Linked DNA regions of Mus musculus: region 2 is linked to region 1. Evidence: chromatin contacts called from public HiChIP or PLAC-seq data. All regions are on one chromosome and are shown on one strand. The core of a region is the stretch at or near the end of the contact, and the rest is flanking DNA. Distances in the headings are between cores, read along the strand shown.

Region 1 (6,134 bases), core at 1,700-4,199:
ATCGAATGAAGGGCCCTGGCTGCTCTGCTTTGGCCCACTCTCAGACTCACCTGGAGTTTGCAGACTGTGCTGGGAGCTGTGTCCTGTGACTGGGGCCAGGGGGACAGCATCTTGAAGCCAGAGTAGGGTCACGGGTTCCGGGGGTCCCTGGGCCTGGCAGCTTAGGTTGAAAGGGGTGTTGGCAGGCACAGCTTTGTCCTCAGGCTCCTCCAGGAAGTACGGGAGACCTGGGCAGTCAAGGACAGAAACTTGGTTCCCTCTGACCCTCTCAGGGCCCCCAGATTATCATTAGGATGTTGGAGGTGCTAAACACTACATCCACCCTGCAGGGTTTTTGACTTGTCCCTTATATCTGGTCACCTAGGAAACGTGCGTCACCTTCAGATATCTGATCCTTTATGCTTTTATGCCTAGGACCATGCTTCCAACATCTGGTTTAGCCTATGCCTGACCACCTTGAACATTTTCCAGGGCATGTAAAAGTCTCGCCTTGTCTGTTTTTCTTTTTCTCTTCCTCTTCCTCCCCCTCTTCCCCTCCCCCCCCCCCATCTCTCTGAGATACAATCTCTCTACAGAGCCTTGACTGTCCTGAAACTCACTATGTAGACCAGGCTGGCCTTGAACTCACAGAGATCCTCCTGTCTCTGTCTCCTTGGTGCTGGGATTAAAGGTGTGTGTTAGCATGCCGGGGTCTTCTCCTTTTGAGGGTCTTTCTATGTATCCCAGACTAGCCTCAAACTACAGATCATCTGCCTCAGTCTCTTGAAAGTGGCAATTATATGTGTGCATCACTATGCCTGGCTTTCCTCGTATCCCTTTCCTAATGAAGGAGTGAGGTACTTGGAAATATGGGAGAATTAACTTGTGTGCAGCTGATTCCCAGACTAGAAGGTCCTACTCCAAGCATATCTGATTCCCCAGGACATCCAAAAGCTCCCCAAATCTCTCTCCTCTGGGACATAGACCTGTCCCCCATAATGTATGGCCTCCCATGCCTCCCCAACTACCAAGATTCCCTAAGTCTCTGGACTTTATGTCCCAATGGGAAAAGCTCTGAGTTCTTCACCTGTCATCCCCGCATAAGCTCTGACCCGAGAACTCACCTTCCAGCCCTACAAAGCCCGGCTGAGACACAAAGGTCCGTCCTTCTAGATGCACCATACACTGGTACTCCCCTGCATCTGAAAGTTGCAGGGCTGAGATTCTAGAAGGGAAGAGGGGGATTTAGAGGCTGGGGGTCAGAGCTGGACACTGGGATGTGGTCAGCAGAACTGAAAGAGGGAGGGGGTCTGGACAGGAAACTTATAGGAGGCTGAAGTAGGTCCTATTTTTAACTCATTTTTACAGAAGAGGAAAACGAAACCCAGAGGTCATATCACAAGCTCAGAGCCACGTGCCCAGTAAGTGGTCAGGTGGAGATTCCCAACCCAGGTGGAGGGGCTGCCCAGTGGCTTGGTGCGGAAGGGCTGTGTGTATGGAGCTCCCTGGTCAGTGACAGGTGCCACACCTGAGCTGACTGACAACTTTCCATTCATCTTGCCAGTCTTCGCCCAGAGGCACCTGGGTCTGGGTGTTATCAGCCAGTTCTAGGATCTGTCCATCTCGAAGCCACACCACCTCAGGGGGTTCCCCCTGAACCTGGAGCTCACACCGAAGTGTCCCCGTGAGTCCTCTGGCACCTGTGATATTCCCTGGGTTCCCCACAAACGGGCTGCCAGCCTCGGTCTGTGTGTCTGTCAGGGAGATGGTAAGGAGCATGGTTAGGAAACCCGCAGCTCGCTGCTCCTCTGGTCCACCTTCCCTATCTGCCCATGGTTGCCAGGACCCCACATAGTTGTAGAGTGACCTCAGAGGGGGGTGGGGTGGAGGCATGGGAGAGGATAGGAGTCTTCCCAGGGGATTGAGGTCCGGCTTCCATCTCATGTCCAGTCTGTTAGGAAGAAGGCCTGGGATCTGGCAGCCTCCCACGCCCTGGACTGCCTGGCAGGGCCGGTCCTTGCCATTCTGGTCTCTAGAGACTTCACAGTCTGGACTGGGAGATAGAGGAAAAGAAAACGGAGCAGAGAAGGAAAGGAAAGGGGAGGGGAGGGGAGGGGAGGGGAGGGGAGAGAGAGAGAGAGAGAGAGAGAGAGAGAGAGAGAGAGCACTCCAGCAGGGCAAGAACAAGTGGAGGGGGACAGCAGTGACAAAGGGGGCCCAGGACTCCCAAACCCTCCTTCTCTAGTCTTCCTCTGTGTTTGTTGGGGAAAGAGCCCTTTCTGTAATCTGGACCCTCTAGCTCTGTCCCTCTCCTCAGGACACAGATTCCTCAACCCCCCAGCCCTCCCTCAACTCCTCCTGTCTGTCTTTCTGCCCAGTCCATCTTTTGGTCCTCCCGGTTACTGTTTCTTGTCCTTCTATTCCTCTCTGAGTTGCTTTCCCTAACTCCAGGCTCTTTGAGTCTGTGTCTTTCTGCCGCCCCCCCCGCCCCCCCCCCCGCGCGCGCCCAGGCCAGCACTCTGTCGTCCCAAGGAAACTCCCTAAGCCAGCCCAGTACCCATAACACCTGCCAGCCAGCCCCCACCTCCTCACTGCCCCTGCCCTGGATCGCATCAGCCGGCGTCTCTGCCTCAGTGAGACCCCATCACTCACCCTTATGGGCTGCACACCCCCAGCAGCACAGCGCCAACCACCAGGCCAGCGGGACCCTGCCCATCCTCCAGACACCAACAGCTCAGATTGATGCCAAACTTTCTTCCGAAGTTGATGGGCACCTCGCTAGGAAAGGGGGCAGGGCCGGGTTGTCCCCGGCCCTCCCCCCACCCCTGGGCTCCTGGGATTTGGCACTGCCCGCCTGGCACAGCGGGAGCCCCTCGGCTGGCTCAACTCCTCCGCAGCTAGCCGCCTTCCCGGCTACCCTGCCTCATTCTCTCACTCCCAGACTTCTTTCCCCGCCCCTGGCTCCCCCTCTGCCTCCGCCCACTAGGGCCCCAGCCTTGGGGCCACTGGGACTTGGAGGGGTTAACTAGGAGTGAAGAGTACGGGATCTGCCTTGTCTTAAAGGAGCCTGGGCGCCTTGGAGAGAGGCTGGGGAGGAGGAAGGAGACCTTGGTGGCTCATGGTGGCTGAGGCCGATCCTGGGCTGGTGAGTTAGGAGGATGGGCGCTGTGTCCCCCTGAACTCTCAGGGTCTGGTAAACATTCCTGTAGAATTTCCACTCCTCTCAGCCCAAGACGCCCCCCAGCCCCCCTTTCTGGGCCCCCACCCTCAGCCCAGCCTGCCAGGCCTCCTCCAATTCCCCTCACACTCGCAGCTTGAACAAGGACTCTCTCTCTCTCTCTCTCTCTCTCTCTCTCTCTCTCTCTCTCTCTCTCTCTCTCTCTCTCTCTCTGCATTGACACAGAAGCTGGGACAGGTAGAGACATGCAATGGCATGCTGCCTGCCCACAGATACCCTCAGATGAGCCGGGTCAGGAGCTTGCCTGGGGAGAAGTCTTACAAATGGAAGGTCACTGCGGGACTGGCATATGGGGGATCAGGGTACTCACTGAGGGCACATCAACACTCAAACCCACCGAAGCCCACTTGAACACAGAAACAGGAATCCAGAGGTGGCAGCAGACTGAAGTGACAACCCCAGCTCTAGCCCAGCCACATGACTTTGGGCAATGGGCAAATGCCTGTCTTCCTGTACCTCAGTGTGTCTAGCTTTAAGATGGGGACGAGGACAGCCCCTGCTAATGCAGCAGGCTAGTGCGAGAATGATCTAGGTCAAAGTGCATGCAGTTTCTTGCACAGGGTGGCCCAGATGACGAGGTGCCCGGGATTTTTGCTACCCATGCTGGTTGTTCCTCTGCCTCAGGATTCTTGTATCCAGCCCTGGCAGATCCGGAGCCAGTATTAAGCCTCTGCTGCATGTCTGCTTCTATGCCTCTAGGTGTTTGCCATAGAGGGCATGCTCAGATGGCCTCCTAGTACCCAGTTCTCTTCTTCATTAGTCAGGCTGCTTCTTGATCAAATCATTGAGCTGCTTTTGATCACCACAGAATCCCATGTCACCTCCTGGCATCTCTCTCTCTCTCTCTCCCTTTGCCCTTCTCCATATCCACCACTCCTCCTTCCATCCCCCTGCCTCCAATCCATCTCTTGGTTGGGATCTAGGAGGATGTTTCTGAGACAGCCCTCCCCCCCATGTCTGTCCTCTAGACTCCCCACTTCTCTGATGATCAACTCCAAGCCTCTCAGCTGCTCGCTCTCGGTCCTAACCATAACCACCATCCTGTTTGTATCTTGATTCAGTGATGTGGCAGCCCCGGCATCTAACCTGCCACCTAGTCTGAGCCCTGGGGTCCTCCTGAACGCTCAGTGTGGATTGGTTGCATGGAATCCCAGGGAGAGCTCAGCCTTACAAACCTCTCTCCTATGTGGCTGCCTCTTTAGAGTCTCACCCTGGTCTAGCCTTGCCCTTTCCCTCCTGGATCCCAGCTATAATTTGCTCCTTCAGTGGCCCGATTGCTTCTTCCATCACGTTTCCCTTTTAGCAGCCACAGGGTGTTTCTTATCCCACATCCCATCTGATCCTTTCCTTCTCCCTTCCTTCCCTCTCCGATACCACCTAGCTGTATCCCATCTTCTGCTTCAGCCTTTAGGATAAAGCCACGGGCTTCTTACAAGCACCCCTCATTGCCACCTGAGCGTGTCCTCACCTCCCTGGTCAGTTTTCATTTTCTCACCCGAAACAGCTCCCTCACAGGCTGTGGAACAGCTTTCTGTGGCACTTTGTCCCAAGCTCCTACACCTCCCTCAGCCCCACCTCTCCTCCCTTTTCTTTTGCATCCTTTCCAGCCCCCTCCTGTCTAACCTAGCTCTACTCCTTCAATATACGGCTCCCTCTCAGCACCGCCTTTTTCTGAGATGGTCTCACTATATCACCAAGGGTGGTCTTGAACTCTCAGTCCTACGTGCTTTGCCCTCCAGAGAGTGCTGGGTGACAGGCAAGCACCACCACACCCAGCTTACCCGGTGCTTTTCATTGGCAGCAGGCCCCGTTTATTGTCATTATGGAGTTATTGCACAATTCTGTTTCCTGCCTGTCTCTCCTTTCTGCTGGTGGACGCTGGGAGGACAGCCTGGGGGATATCGCAGATATTGCTGCAACCCTTAGAAAAGGCCTTGCCATACTGTAGATAAGAAGAAAAAAAGGCATCTCTGGGGTGAAGTGGAAACTTTAGGGTTCTTTGGAAAGTCGGTTGGATGATATTTTGCTGGGGCAAACACATGAAGGGACGTTTCATTAAAGCAGACATAGGTGTGAAAGGCTAAGGTAGACTCATGAAGGAATGTTTCGCTGAGAGACACACACAGGAGAGAGGATGTTCTGCTAAAGCAAGTGTGTGAAGGGACACGTGATGAAGGATTCTTTGCTAACAGCACTCAGGTATTGGTCTGCCTTACGTTGCATAGTTGATCTGCTTTTGTTGGGACTCCACAGACTTGGGCTGGCTGCGGCAGACTTGGGTGGAGGATGCATGATGTTTGGTGGGTGTTGGAGATCGGGCCTAATGCTTTGATTTGACAGGGAATGTGCTTGTTTGTGCAAACACTAAAGTTAGTTTTTGATTGATCAATAAAGATGCCAGTGACTAATGGCTGGGCAAAGGGAGGCAGGGTGGGACCCTTAGAGTTGGTGGGGCTAGGACACAGGGGAAAGGAGGAAACGCAGACTTTCAGGATCACTGTGAATCACGGGGTTGGGGGGAGCGTGGAGAGAGATGGATCAGATTTAGAGCTGCAGAGGGAACATCATCTGAAATGTAGGGAAAGCGGCCGCCGGAAAGGCTGCTCAGAAACACCTTGGGCATCAGAGACCAATGGGCCCTACAGAAGGTAACAGCGCAGCAAAGTTAAAAGTAGATCCAAGGAGGCTGGAGAGGTGGCTCAGCAGTTAAGAGCACTGGCTGCTCTTCCAGAGGTCCTGAGTTCAATTCCCAGCAACCACATGGTGGCTCACAACCATCTGTAATGGGATCTGGCGTGTCTGAAGACAGCTACAGTGCACTTACATACATTAAATAAATAAAATCTTTTTTAAGAATGCAAAATATGTATTTAATGTTTCTAACCAGTACAAAGACCAAAGGCCACATTTACTCTAG
Region 2 (6,872 bases), core at 3,473-5,972, 100 kb before region 1:
GCTCAGTATGTGGGCACTGCTTCTCCTTGCTCCTCACTGGGGTTGTGATGTGCTCGCAGATGGTGCCCAGTCTCTTCTTGGTCTTTGACGGAGGCTTCTGAATGTGGGGTGCATAGAGGAAGGAAAATGCTGGGGATCTCGTCACCCGGGGAGCGTAGGTCATCCTTAGCTACGACAGAGGTTTGAGGCTAGCCTTGGCTATATGAGACCTTGTCTTAAGAAAGGAGGCTCTCTGTTGGTGCTGAGAGTGCAGCTCATCAGCAGAGCATAGAGCGTGTGCCTCTGGATCACATCGCCAGCTGCAGTCATGAGGATTAACAAGTGAATAATATTTTAAAAATTCATAGTTCATCCTTGCTATGTGAGTCCTCTCATAACTTGTGAGATTGTGTTTTTTGTCGCTTGTTTTATAGACAGGGAAACAGAGAGAAGCTACTCTGCCAGGGTTGCATCAACTTGGGCTGGGGAGTGTAGACTGTTGCTAGAGAGCTCTTGCATATGTACTGCTCTAGGTTCCATCCCTAACACTGCAAAATACAGAACACATATATGAATCGTGCCAGGATTTCTACACGGGATTCTCTGTGTAGCCCTGGCAGCCCTGGGAACTCCTTCTGTAGACCAGGCTGGCTTTGAAGTCACAGAGATCAGCCTGCCTCTGCCTCCCCAGGGCTAAGACCAACTGTGTGCACCACCACTGCCTGGCTTTATTCTCTCTCACGTGCTCTTCAACCCCTCCAATTTTTCTTTAGAGACTGAGACCCACATTGTAGCCCATGCTGACCTGACACTCATCAGGCAGCCCAAGAAAGCCCCAAACAAACTCCCAAGTGCTGAGATTTCAGATGTACACTGCCAGTGCCAAGATCTGGATCCAGACACTTGGCTCTAGAGTCTACACTGTGTAACTCCCACTCCCAGATACCAGAGGGAACAAACTCATTGCCACGGCAGGTCCCCTTCTTGAAGGTTGCTATCCCCCAAACCCTGATGTCCTGGTTCTCATTACAGGGGCCGCATGGAAGCTCCTCTCAGGTGTACGAGAAGGCCAGACACAGGTAGACACACCCCAGATAGGGGACATGGCTTACTGGTCCCACCCCATTGACCTGCACTTCGCTACTAAAGGTCTCCAAGGTGGGTACAGGATGACAGGATGGGGAGGGGCAGTCAAACTAAGAGGAGCTGGGCTTGGAACACCATGGCTGTCTGCTCCCTGTACTTTGTGGGTCCCTTTTCTGGTACAGCCTCCCCTAGAGCAGTGCATTTGAGGCCTCACCCGAGCTATTCAGAACCCTAGGCCTGTGGAATGTGCCGGAGGTTGGGGTAGAGAAGATATCAGGAAGTGGGGGTCAAGTGGGAGGGGCCTTTGACTAACGGCCACTGAGGAGGCTGCATAGGGTAAAGAGAGATAGATAGGGAGGAGAGGGACAGGAAATGGGCCAGTTGCCGTTGCTCACACAGGCAGAGGTTCTGCTCAAAGGGGAAGTGAGTCTTCGAGGGAGGAGGAGGGTATCATGTCAGTGCAGCTTTTCTGGTTAAAACACAGCAGATTCTGGGAATGAGGACTGTTGACTGAGCCTACGTCTGTCCAGCTTGAGCAGGGACATCCCCAACTAAGAAGGACCCTCCAAGCCCTGTCATCAAGGGTTCCATTATAGGTAGAAGATAGACCTGTTTCCAAATGTGGCCAGCACAGAGGCCCTGGAAACACAGAAGTCATCTCTGATTGGTCCCATGGCCTTATAGGGCAGAGCAGTTAGAGTTCTGCTGTAAAGGGCCAAGAGAAGCTAACTAGGCCCAAGGACAAAGACAGAGGGTGGAGTCAGAGAGCTGGAGCCAGGTAGAAATGGGGAGGTGTGTCCTGGGTATTCGCTGTCTGTGGGTGAGAAGGACAGTGGGGGATGAGGCGGCAGGGACAGAATGTAAGGCCTCGCCTGCAAAGGCACTAAGACTGATTCTCGAAGGCTCTGGGGAGCCCAAGAAGAAATGGATGGATCAGATTCTCCTTCTGAACAATTGTACTAGTTTGTGAGGGTGATACGTTGGAAGTTTTCCTCAGTCCTGGCCTTAGCTGTCTTCCTCCCTGTTTGCTTCCTTCTTAGTCTCTCAGCTCACCAACAAACCCTGGCGGCTCTGAAACCCACTTTTGTTTCTCACCCCATCCCACCCAGCCTTCTCTGTCCATCTTCTCTTTCCGGGACCATTTTTTGTTTTTTGTTTTGTTTTGTTTTGTTTTGTTTTTCAAGACAGGGTTTCTCTGTATAGCCCTGGCTGTCCTGGAACTCACTCTATAGACCAGGCTGGCCTCAAACTCAGAAATCTGCCTGCCTCTGCCTCCCAAGTGCTGGGATAAAAGGCGTGTGCCACCACGCCCAGCCTTCTGGGACCATTCTTTCTTTCTGTCTTCACTGTGCTCTCAGGGTTGGATACTGGACTGGACCCTGGGAGGACCTAAATACAGCATGTTCTTCCTCTGTATGGAACCTGCCTGCAGGCCTCCTATCGCTCAAGAGAAAAGCCGGAGCCTTCTCTGGCGTCACAGGCCTATGGAATCTGGCTGTCACCTCTGTCCTTTGTTCCCCACGACTCCCCGTTCTAGCCTCATTGGCCCCACCAGGCTAGCTCCTACTTCGGAACTTTTGCACTGACTGGATCTGTCATTCCCCTAGGTGCCTAGAGAGCCCACTTCTTTAAGCATTTATGTTGCATCCTGGTTGGCTTGTTTGCTTTTTGAGATAGAGTCTCAGAACATAGTCCAGCCTAGCCTGGGGCCTCAGCAGCCCAAGTGTGTGCCAAAATGTCACCCTTCAGATATGTAGCCCTGGTTGTCCTAGAACTCATTGTGTAGCCCAGGCTAGCCTTGAACTTCTGGGGATCCTCTTGCCTCTACCTCCCAAGTGCTGGCATTCCAGCTGTACACTGCAGTGTTCAGCCCCAAATGTCACCTTCTTTAGGAAAGCTTCCTTCAGCTGCTCCCCAATTTTCCAAACTACATCTCCACCCCTCCCTTTCTGGCTGTTGTTTTTCCCCAGAGCGGTTATCACCATATGACATACCCTATAATTTACTTATTTACTATGTTGGTTGTCTAGGATGTCAGCTTCACGGGGCAGGAATTTTTGTCTGCTGTGTTCATTGCTGTGTCCCCAGCCTGGAGAACAGGGCCTGCCAGGGGAGGGCTTAGGGTTGGGGGGGGGGGGGGCTGGGCTGCATCTCCAAGCATTGGACTGTCAGGCTGGGACACTCAGCTGTGCATTGAGGCCACTAGAAACCTAACGAAGGGGAGAGATGGCTCCACTGGGGAAGAAAGGAAATCTGAGTCAGGTGCGTGAGAGCAAAGCAAGTCCATGAGGAGGAGGGCGGAAGGGGTCTAAGCTGAGGTGCTGACCTGGGGGCCTGGGAGAGTGAAGAGACCACAAAGGGAGGTCAGACGAGGCCAGACTTGACTTGAGAGGTTGGACTTTGTTCTGTGGCCCAGGGGAGTCATGGGAGGGTTTTGAGCAAGAGGGTAATGTGGATTGCTCTAGATTCCTGTGACTACTATGTGGAGTGAGTGGGAGATGAGAACCCAGAGAGGAAATTCAGGCAATAATCCAAGGTAAAAGTACTGTGCGAGGTCTCCAGTGGTTTCAATGCTGGGAACCCGGGAGCAGGGTTCTGCCCCTTTGTCCTTTTCTCTAACGCCTCTCCTCCCGCAGGTTGGCCTCGACTCCATCTCCAGGTGTGGTCCCAGGACAGCTTTGGCCGCTGCCAGCTTGCTGGCTATGGCTTTTGCCATGTGCCTAGCAGCCCAGGCACTCATCAGCTGGACTGCCCTACATGGAGGCCCCTGGGCAGTTGGAGGGAGCAGCTAGCACGGGCTTTCGTGGGTGGTGGGCCACAGCTGCTGCACGCAGATACCATCTACAGCGGGGCTGACCGCTACCGCCTGCACACGGCCGCGGGTGGCACAGTGCACCTTGGTATCGGCCTGCTGCTGCGCCACTTCGATCGCTATGGAGTGGAGTGTTGAGGGACTTCATTGCTACTAATCGCCATCATCCACTGAGCACATAATGGCACAGCAGTGAAGCAGGCACGTGGACTCTGGAGACTGTCAGTCCTGATCACCCCCAAGTCATGGCCCCTATGCCATGGACTGCAAGGCCAGGAACTCCCCTGTGGCCCATGCTCCACTGAACTACGGGGTAGAAAGGGCTGTGGGTTGGAGGGACATGAGCAGGGCCCACTGTTTGGACTGTCGGGGGCACTTAATAAAAGCGTGTATTTCTCATGGGTAAGGTGCCTCCTTGTATCCGCTAAAGCTCTCAGACGTCGGTCTCCTTATTTCACTCTCCTTGACACTCTCATCCGCAAAGTCTGCCCCTGCCTTTCGCTCTCCACCGCCTAGGTCCCCACTTCTAATACAGGACTCTGTTTTCTCACGAAGTCCCAATTTTTCCTTTGACCCTTCAACAACTCCCAAATCCACCGGGGCGCTTTGGTTGGTCACCGGCTTTAGTAGTGCTCCGCCGCCAGGAGGCAGCACCCTGGAGGTGGGGCGAGGCCGGGGTGCCCGCCCCCTCCCCGCAGGGCTGAAGGGACCCCCCTTGGAGCCCGCCCACGCTAAGATGAAGACAGTGCCCCCCCATGCCCTCCCCCTGGGGCTGCCCCCGCCCCGCGCGCGCTTCCTGGGTGGGGCCGGGGCGGCTTCAAAACCCCCGCCGCCCCAGCCGGTCCCGCCGCCGCCGCCGCCCTTCGCGCCCCAGGCCGTCCCCCTCCTCCTCCCGCCGCGGATCCTCCAGACAGCCAGGCCCCCGGCCGGGGCAGGGGGGACGCCCCTTCGGGGCACCCCCGGCTCTGAGCCGCACTCGGAGTCGGCCTCCGCTGGGAGCCGGCAAAGGAGCAGCCGAGGAGCCGTCCGAGGCCCCAGAGTCTGAGACCAGCCGCCGCCGCAGGGAGGAGGGGGAGGAGGAGTGGGAGGAGGGACGAGCTGGTTGAGAGAAGAGGAAAAAAGTTTTGAGACTTTTCCGCTGCTACTGCAAGTCAGAGACGTGGGGACTTCTTGGCACTGCGCTGTCTCGCAAGGAGGCAGGACCTGAGGACTCCAGACAGCCCTGCTCACCGTCGTGGACACTCGATCGCTACCCGGCGTTCCTCAGACGCCCCTATTCCGGACCAGCCCTCGGGAGCCACAAACCCCGCCTCCCGCGAAGACTTCACCCCAAAGCTGGGGCGCACCCCTTGCACGCCGCCCTCCCCCCAGCCTGCCTCTTGAGTCCCTCGCATCCCAGGACCCTCTCTCCCCCGAGAGGCAGATCTCCCTCGGACCTGCTGGCAGTAGCTCCCCTATTTAAGAACACCCACTTTTGGATCTCAGAGAGCGCTCATCTCGATTTTTACCCTGGTGGTATACTGAGACACCTTGGTGTCAGAGCCTCACCGCGACTCCTGCTGCTTTCTCCCTCAACCTCAAATTATTCAGGACTATCACCTACCTTTCCTTGGGAGACCCCACCCCACAAGCCCTGCAGGGGCGGGGCCTCCGCATCCCACCTTTGCCGAGGGTTCCCGCTCTCCGAAGTGCCGTGGGGCGCCGCCTCCCCCATGCCGCCCTCGGGGCTGCGGCTACTGCCGCTTCTGCTCCCACTCCCGTGGCTTCTAGTGCTGACGCCCGGGAGGCCAGCCGCGGGACTCTCCACCTGCAAGACCATCGACATGGAGCTGGTGAAACGGAAGCGCATCGAAGCCATCCGTGGCCAGATCCTGTCCAAACTAAGGCTCGCCAGTCCCCCAAGCCAGGGGGAGGTACCGCCCGGCCCGCTGCCCGAGGCGGTGCTCGCTTTGTACAACAGCACCCGCGACCGGGTGGCAGGCGAGAGCGCCGACCCAGAGCCGGAGCCCGAAGCGGACTACTATGCTAAAGAGGTCACCCGCGTGCTAATGGTGGACCGCAACAACGGTGAGCTCCGAGGGGCCGGGGAGCCAGGAGGGAGCCCCCAGGGGGCGCCGGAGTGCAGGGGTCACCGGGAGGAAATTACCCTCAGAGGAAACTGGCTGGAGGAAGGGGAGCCCTGGGGGCACCGGGACAACTGTGTGGGTGTCCCAAAGAGGCTGGCACTTTCCCGTACCCCAGGTGTCTTTGAGAGGAATAGACAGCCTGCCAAAGTGATCCTCTCCTAGAAAAGCAAGGTCGTGGGGAGAGTCCCCTCTAGAAGAGGAGCATTTGGCAGGTTTTGTTTTAAGTTCCCCTAATGGTGCCTAAAAATGCAGGGCTCGCTGGGTGGTCTCTTTCCAGAAAGGTAGAACCCAGCTCAAGAGAATGGAAGGTGTCCAACATTTCGGAATGGAGATGCAATGTGGAAAGCCGACCCCAGACCGGGTCGTGAGATGGAGAGAAAACCTAGGGGATGGGTACCCTAGAACTGCCAAATAAAATCTCTAGTGGGCTTACTCTCAGAAAGCGACAGGCGCACGCTAGAGAGTGTGATCTGTGGAGTCACTACGGGGTTACAAGTGAAAAAGGAAAGCGACGTTGTTGGGAGAAGGACTCTAGAGAGGAGCAGAGAGGGTGCGGAAAATGAGCCCGGAGGTGTCACGAGTGTTTTGCTTGGGGGCGTAAAAGAGCGCGCGAGCCGGCAGGCGGAGCCCAGTGAAGGAAGCGAGCGAGTCCTCAAGAAATCTAGAATACTGGGTCATTGGGAAGGAGTCATAAAAAGGGGAGACTGGCTTAGGAAGGTGGCCCCCCGCGGCAGCCAGGCAGACGGAGCAGGGATACCATGCCATCCAGGAGTGAGTGGCGAGCGCCCCTCTCCTGGGCGTGGAAGGGAGTGGCTGAGCCTCTGGAGTCGAGCCCTAGAGGAGCAGCTAGAAGTAGGGGAGAGGCAGTC

The links. HiChIP or PLAC-seq counts read pairs in DNA pulled down with a chosen protein or histone mark.
Region 2: an H3K4me3 HiChIP or PLAC-seq map of embryonic stem cells shows a contact between it and region 1, with 30 read pairs. The contact joins the promoter of Tgfb1 here to the promoter of Axl in region 1. A contact is called at or near these places in 2 of 39 promoter capture datasets (cranial neural crest and embryonic stem cells), 1 of 15 datasets of contacts at CTCF or cohesin (CD8 T cells), 3 of 484 Hi-C or Micro-C datasets (embryonic stem cells, nephron progenitors and regulatory T cells), 9 of 115 datasets of contacts at active chromatin or transcription factors (CD8 T cells, bone marrow-derived macrophages, effector CD8 T cells and 4 more) and 2 of 9 other capture datasets (adipose tissue and liver).

Annotation. Positions count from the first base shown.
Region 1 is chr7:25,785,784-25,791,917 of GRCm38.p6, forward strand. Axl (AXL receptor tyrosine kinase) reads right to left here and starts at 2,950. Exons shown (of 20, transcript NM_009465.4): 1 at 2,632-2,950; 2 at 1,508-1,733; 3 at 1,104-1,204; 4 at 51-227. The coding sequence starts at 2,695.
Region 2 is chr7:25,682,280-25,689,151 of GRCm38.p6, forward strand. It overlaps Tgfb1 (transforming growth factor, beta 1), which reads left to right and starts at 4,723. Exons shown (of 7, transcript NM_011577.2): 1 at 4,723-5,944. The coding sequence starts at 5,590. It overlaps B9d2 (B9 protein domain 2), which reads left to right. Exons shown (of 4, transcript NM_001362154.1): 3 at 1,012-1,137; 4 at 3,702-4,283. The coding sequence ends at 4,015.